Linked DNA regions of Callithrix jacchus: region 2 is linked to region 1. A link is a contact called in public Hi-C data. All regions are on one chromosome and are shown on one strand. The core of a region is the stretch at or near the end of the contact, and the rest is flanking DNA. Distances in the headings are between cores, read along the strand shown. Region 1 holds the start of ISCU (iron-sulfur cluster assembly enzyme). Region 2 overlaps SSH1 (slingshot protein phosphatase 1).

Region 1 (2,865 bases), core at 120-2,619:
CGTGTGCCTGATCAAAAGCCCCCTTTCTGCCATTGAAAGGAAAACTGGAAACCTCAGATAGCGGAAAAATCTCCTAATACACTAAATTCATATTATTTTTATAACCTTGCAAAAGTTCTCATCATAGAAAAAAACTTAATAACATGGCATGCGTTCCGTCACAATTTCGGACAGAAGTTGGGTCTTTGGACAGGAAGTGGAGGCCATAGAGGAAGTCATGGAGCGAGAGTGATGTCTGTAGTGAAGAATTTGGCGCCATCTTGAGAAGGTCACAGTGATTCTTAAAATAAATGCCTTACTTAGCGCCTAGTGTGACCTGGCACCTGGATTTAGTCTCCCCAGCAACTGCGCCTCAAACAGAAAGAAAACTGCAAGTCCTCGAGGAAGGATCGATTGCACCATTCAAAAGAAAACTCCATTTCCCAAAGAGATTCCTCCCCTTTATGTCAACGCCTGGTACCTAGGAGGCGTTAAAATACACGTGCGTTTTTTGGTTTTATAAGATCATATACTGCAAACCAACAGTAAATGGTTACATTAATAAGCACTTCTTTAGAAATTCTTAGTTGCTAGGCACTGACATATATATTGAGTTTGCTGTTGTTTTAGAGAGAAACATAGAAATATATTCATTTTTTTTCAATCAGGACATGGTGTTTGTTTCCTTCTTAAGCTTCCCATGTTTGAAGTAGGAAAGTATTGATGTGTATCTCTATCTCCATCTACCTTGCTCCCTCATTAGCAAGCTTAATGGCAGGAATTATGTCTGTTTTGCTTTCCGTTGGATCCCCGGGTCTAGAAGAGCGCCTTGACACATAGTAGGTACTCGACACAGATGTCTAGCTTCATGATGAAAGAGTTGTCCTCGAATTAATACAAAAGGGAAGGTTCAGGCTCAGCAAGCTGGTACCACTCGTCTAGGGACACACAGTCAGGAAGGAACCAAACCAGGATTCTAACCCAGGATTACCCACGTTCTAACTGAACCTAAGTCCCTGAGCGACCCTGGACGAGTGACTAAACCGCCCTAAATCTCAGTTTCCTTAGCTGCAAAATAGGGTTAGGAAAAGTTGACTGGGTGGTCCTCTTCGCCGCATTCCCGCAGCGGGCTTTGTGAAAGCGAACTTAAGACCCACACTGCAACAGCCTGAGGTTCTCTCAACTAGAATCCAGCACCCAAGACAAGACCTCCAGCGACTTCAGACCTTCCCGCTCCCGACCCCGCCCGACCCGAGAGGCGTGGTCAAGGCGGGGCCAGAACGCAAACGCGTGCACTGAACAGTAGGGCGCAGGCGCAAAGCCTCGGTGACTTTAGAGGCGGGTTCCCAGCTCCGAGCCGACTTGCAGACACGCCCCGCCCCTTGGCGTTGCTCTGGATCGGCGCAGGCGCAGGCATAGGCCGGCAAGATGGCGGCGGCTGGGGCTGGCCGTCTGAGACGGGCGGCGTCGGCCCTGCTGCTCCGGAGCCCCCGCCTGCCTGCTCGGGAGCTGTCAGCCCCGGCCCGGCTCTATCACAAGAAGGTAGGGACGAACGAGGAGATGCGCGGAACGCCGACTCGGCGGAGGCCTGGGCTGGCGGGGCGGCCGCGGGGTTCTGCGCAGCCAGGACTAGAGGGTGTCCCCTCCCACGTCTCTCCTGACTCACTTTCCCTTGCTGCGCAGACGGGCTGACCGCAACTGATAGACAACAGTTACCGTTCCTCGGGCGGCGACTTCTAGGGGGTTCTGCCGCTTACCGCGACTTCGTGCGTCCCAACTTTTAAGTTCTCCAACAGCCCAGGAGGCAGGGTCCTGTTGAGACTTGAGTTTCTGAGTCCGGCGACAAACACACCAACGAAGCGGGGTCCGTCTTCAGCCACTCTGCTGCCCTGGCCAGGTGGCCTTGAGCTAGTCACTGCGCCTCTCTGAACCTGGTAACCCAGGTGTAAATGGGGGGGCTCTCAGCTGTCCCTTACAAAAGATACTGTACGCGGAGTCCTGGCACATAGGCCCTAGCACAAGGAGATCGGTTCTGTTACTGTTTTAGGAGTGTATAGGGGAGTCAGGCTTGTAACCAACACGCGTAATGTTTTTGTTTTGTGTTGGAGGTTTTTTTGGCGGGGAAGGAGGGATACATAGTTTACAGCCCCTTGCTGACTGGTGGCGCAAAGTCCCCCAGGCGTGAGACTTTCACTAGAGAAACAAAGAATGCTATAAATCAATCTGGCACAAAAAGCCCCCAGATAAAATACTGTCCCGTAGATCCTTGTGCTTGGAGTCAAAATCTGTAGTCAGATGGGGAGGGAAAGGGAACTGGAGGATCGGGGTACTTACTACTAACCAGTAACCAAACCTCAAGGTTATTCAGCCCTTCTGTGTGACAGTTTAAGTGGATGTTTATCCTGGTCTCCCTTCTGCCCTTTCGCCAAGGCCTTCTTTCCTCCCCCACCCGGGGATGTGTTCTGTTGAGGGCACACCCTGAAGAAACTTGGACAAGCAGCCTTTCAGCAGCCAGGGTGCGCTGCTGCACCAGGGTGATGACAGGCTCTGAAATACAGTAATGGCACTGTTTGTATTTTAAAAGACACATAAACATACACATTCCATAGCATTGTTCCCTCTGTAACCGTCACCTTGAGGCTTCTAAGAAAGCTTTCCCTCCCTGGGCCATAGTTATTTTTAGAGTTTTTAAATAGTAATCATCTTTTGAGGATTGGCTTTATTTGAAAATAACAACTGCTGTTTGAGTTCAAGTCTGGTGGCATAGGTGGGTAGAAGTCAAGTATCTGTAAAAACCCTATGGAACTAAGACATGATTTCGCTCATTTTTTTCCTAGGTATCTGAGATCTGTGAAGTAGTTATAGAGGAGACACAAAAGGACTTGG
Region 2 (2,865 bases), core at 183-2,682, 250 kb after region 1:
CAGGGACTACCTCTGGATTGAGATTGGGAATGCTTTTTTCTTTCTTAGATCTATTTCTATTTGCAGACTTTCTGCAATGTTTTAATTTCGTACTTTTAAAAAATGGTATCATTGAAAAACCAAGCATTCAAAGGTCATGAAACGGGAAAAAAAGAAAAGAAAAAATGATCACTTTGCTCTTAGGAAATGCAAACAACATAGTGTCATAAAGGGCAAAAGAATCCATCTTTGTCTTCCTATAAATTTCCTTTCCCAGGTTCCCAAGAGGACAGACCCCCCCAACCCCAGGACCCTGGGGTAGAGGGGCCCTGAGCAAGCTGGTAATGTGCAACACTAGCTGAATTTTCATATTGGAGGGAGAGGCCCAAACATAAAAATTCCTTTAGTATCTCTCATGGAAAAAGTGACATAAAGCACCGAACCACACCAAAAAATAACGCGAGCGCCACAGAAGCTATGAGTGTCCTCTTGCTGTGACTGCCACCTAGTGGAGAAAGATGGAACGAAGGTACCTTCCATTCCCTTCTCACCAGGGAAAGTCAACAGACTTGCCAGGGAGATTTAGTGCCCAGGACTGCCCACGGCTTTCAAATCCACACATGCACATGCATTTTAATCAATAACTATATAAGCTATATAGATCTGTACACATAAATATATTAAAAATACACATATCTATATATCTACATAGATATCATGAAATATACATGGTAACTCTTAATTACTTCCTACAGAATACGAAGTCATTCATGTCTCTAGCAGCAAATTTACTTCCTTAGCTTTCCCAGGAAGCACCTTCTCTTCTAACAATGGTTACCAAGTATTAGCGCTTACAGAAACTGCACTTGGTGCTCTAGATGCATATTTTTTATTTTATTAAAAACTATTTTTTAGAAACAAGATCTCACTATGTTGCCCAAGCTGGCATCAAACTCCTAGGCTGAAGCGATCCTCACACTTCAGCCTCCTGAGTAGCTGGGACCTGGGACTACAGGCATAAGCCACTGTGCCCAGTTTGTATTTTATTTAATCCTCATAGTCATCCCTTGGGGTGTCGGATGAAGAAAAACAGAGGGAAAGGACTTGTTCTAAGTCACACAGCTGCTGAGGCTGAGAAGTGGGAACCTGGGCGCTGGTGGGTACTGATTTTCATGACACCGCTTGGCCTGTCTAATTTTAGTAACATGCCTTCCTCTATAGCCTCTCTGACTTTGAAAACTTGCCAGTTGCCTTCTATGGAGATTTACAGCATTCAGACAGTCTGAGCAAGCCGTGGAGGTGCACAGCGATCAGCAGAACCCACCCAGAACTACAGGACCAGGGGGAAGGCTTCCAGCAGCACTGGAGCTGTGCGTGGAAGAGCTGTCTGGACAAGCTCGGTGGGAGCTGCATGTCAGCTGTGTGACCTGTCCTCCCTGTTGTTTCTTGTGTCTCAGGATAGCTAGGCGTAATTCTGGGGTTTGGAGGCAATGCTTCCTTTAGCAACTGGGGTTTTTTAGCTCACAAACCACTTGGAAGTAGCTGGATGGGACCGATGGGCCTATGTGTTCATGGCTGAAGAAGACAAAGGGTTTGAGAGAGTCTGAAACACATGCCAGTTGACTATGCCAAATAGCTCCCAAACAACTCCCCGCAGCTCAGCTGGGAGCCACTTCTCAAACAGCTGGCTCAAGAGCACATTAGCAGCCTGCAGGCCGGAGAAGGGGCCGAAGAGGGGAGCTCCCACCAGCCAGAATGGAGGCTCCCGCAACTCAAACTTTTTGCCTGCTTTTTCACCTGGACTTGCTGCAAACTCCAAACAAAGAGGGTCTGATTTATGTCTCCCAAACCAGATACTGCCAGGGCCGTGCCTCTTACGAGATAAAGATGATCGAAGATAAGGGAGGGCTTGTCCATTTGTCCCAAGATAAGTAGCATCTCATTGTCTATGAATTCCTTGAATTCCTTCAAGTTACAATTCATCTGTTTCTCTAATTCATTACGGATCTGTGGAGTAGAAAATATTAGGAAAAGTGATTTGTTAAAGAAAACAATTGTCCGCCTCAAAAGAATTAAAGTTACAATGCAAACTGTGGCTATTTCCAAAAAAGGTGGGTTTTCTCTTTTTTTCACAGTAATACATTTAGACACACGAAGCATACACATGTGGGTGGCAGGAATGCAGGTTACTCAGCTTAAAGTAAACCCAACTGAGGAAAGTTTATTATTTCAAATGAGGAATTTCATTTCCATGAGATCTCTTCTACCAAGTTTAAAGCACTTTTACTTTTGTAATTAAATGTCAAATACAAAGAATCTAAAATCAGTTCCATTTTTCTTGGAAAGGTATCACAATATGATTTCTAAAAAAAATGTATTCATGGGCCGGGCACGGTGGCTCAAGCCTGTAATCCCAGCACTTTGGGAGGCCAAGGCAGGTGGATCACGAGGTCAAGAGATCGAGACCATCCTGGTCAACATGGTGAAACCCCATCTCTACTAAAAATACAAAAAATTAGCTGGGCGTGGTGGTGCGTGCCTGTAATCCCAGCTACTCAGGAGGCTGAGGCAGGAGAATTGCCTGAACCCAGGAGGCGGAGGTTGTGGTGAGCCGAGATTGCACCATTGCACGCCAGCCTGGGTAATAAGAGCGAAACACAGTCTCAAAAAAAAAAAGTATTCATTAATTAAGACAGAGTTGGATGCAGTAGCTCACGCCTGTAATCCCAACACTTTGGGAAGCCTTGGTGGGAGGATGGCTTGAGGCCAGGAGTTCAAGACCAGCCTGGTCAACATAGGAAACATAGGAAAACCAAGTCTCTTTAAAAAAAAAAAAAAAAAACAAAAGGCCGGGCGTGGTGGCTCACGCCTGTAATCCCAGCACTT

The links. A called contact is a pair of places that touch in the nucleus more often than the background predicts.
Region 2: a Hi-C map of skeletal muscle shows a contact between it and region 1, with 8 times the contacts expected there. The contact joins the enhancer-like site here to the promoter of ISCU in region 1. A contact is called at or near these places in 2 of 3 Hi-C or Micro-C datasets (both in skeletal muscle).

What each region holds. Positions count from the first base shown.
Region 1 is chr9:111,450,924-111,453,788 of calJac240_pri, forward strand. It overlaps ISCU (iron-sulfur cluster assembly enzyme), which reads left to right and starts at 1,370. Exons shown (of 5, transcript XM_002752954.6): 1 at 1,370-1,521. The coding sequence starts at 1,408.
Region 2 is chr9:111,696,174-111,699,038 of calJac240_pri, forward strand. SSH1 (slingshot protein phosphatase 1) reads right to left here. Exons shown (of 15, transcript XM_035257500.3): 10 at 1,858-1,986. Among named protein-coding and RNA genes, the nearest start is that of CORO1C, 37 kb to the left of the region's middle. Within about 2 kb of position 1,433, at least 3 of the 16 cell types and tissues checked have an H3K27ac peak or open chromatin away from gene starts, as enhancers often do. A contact at or near this core is called in skeletal muscle, where this site is marked.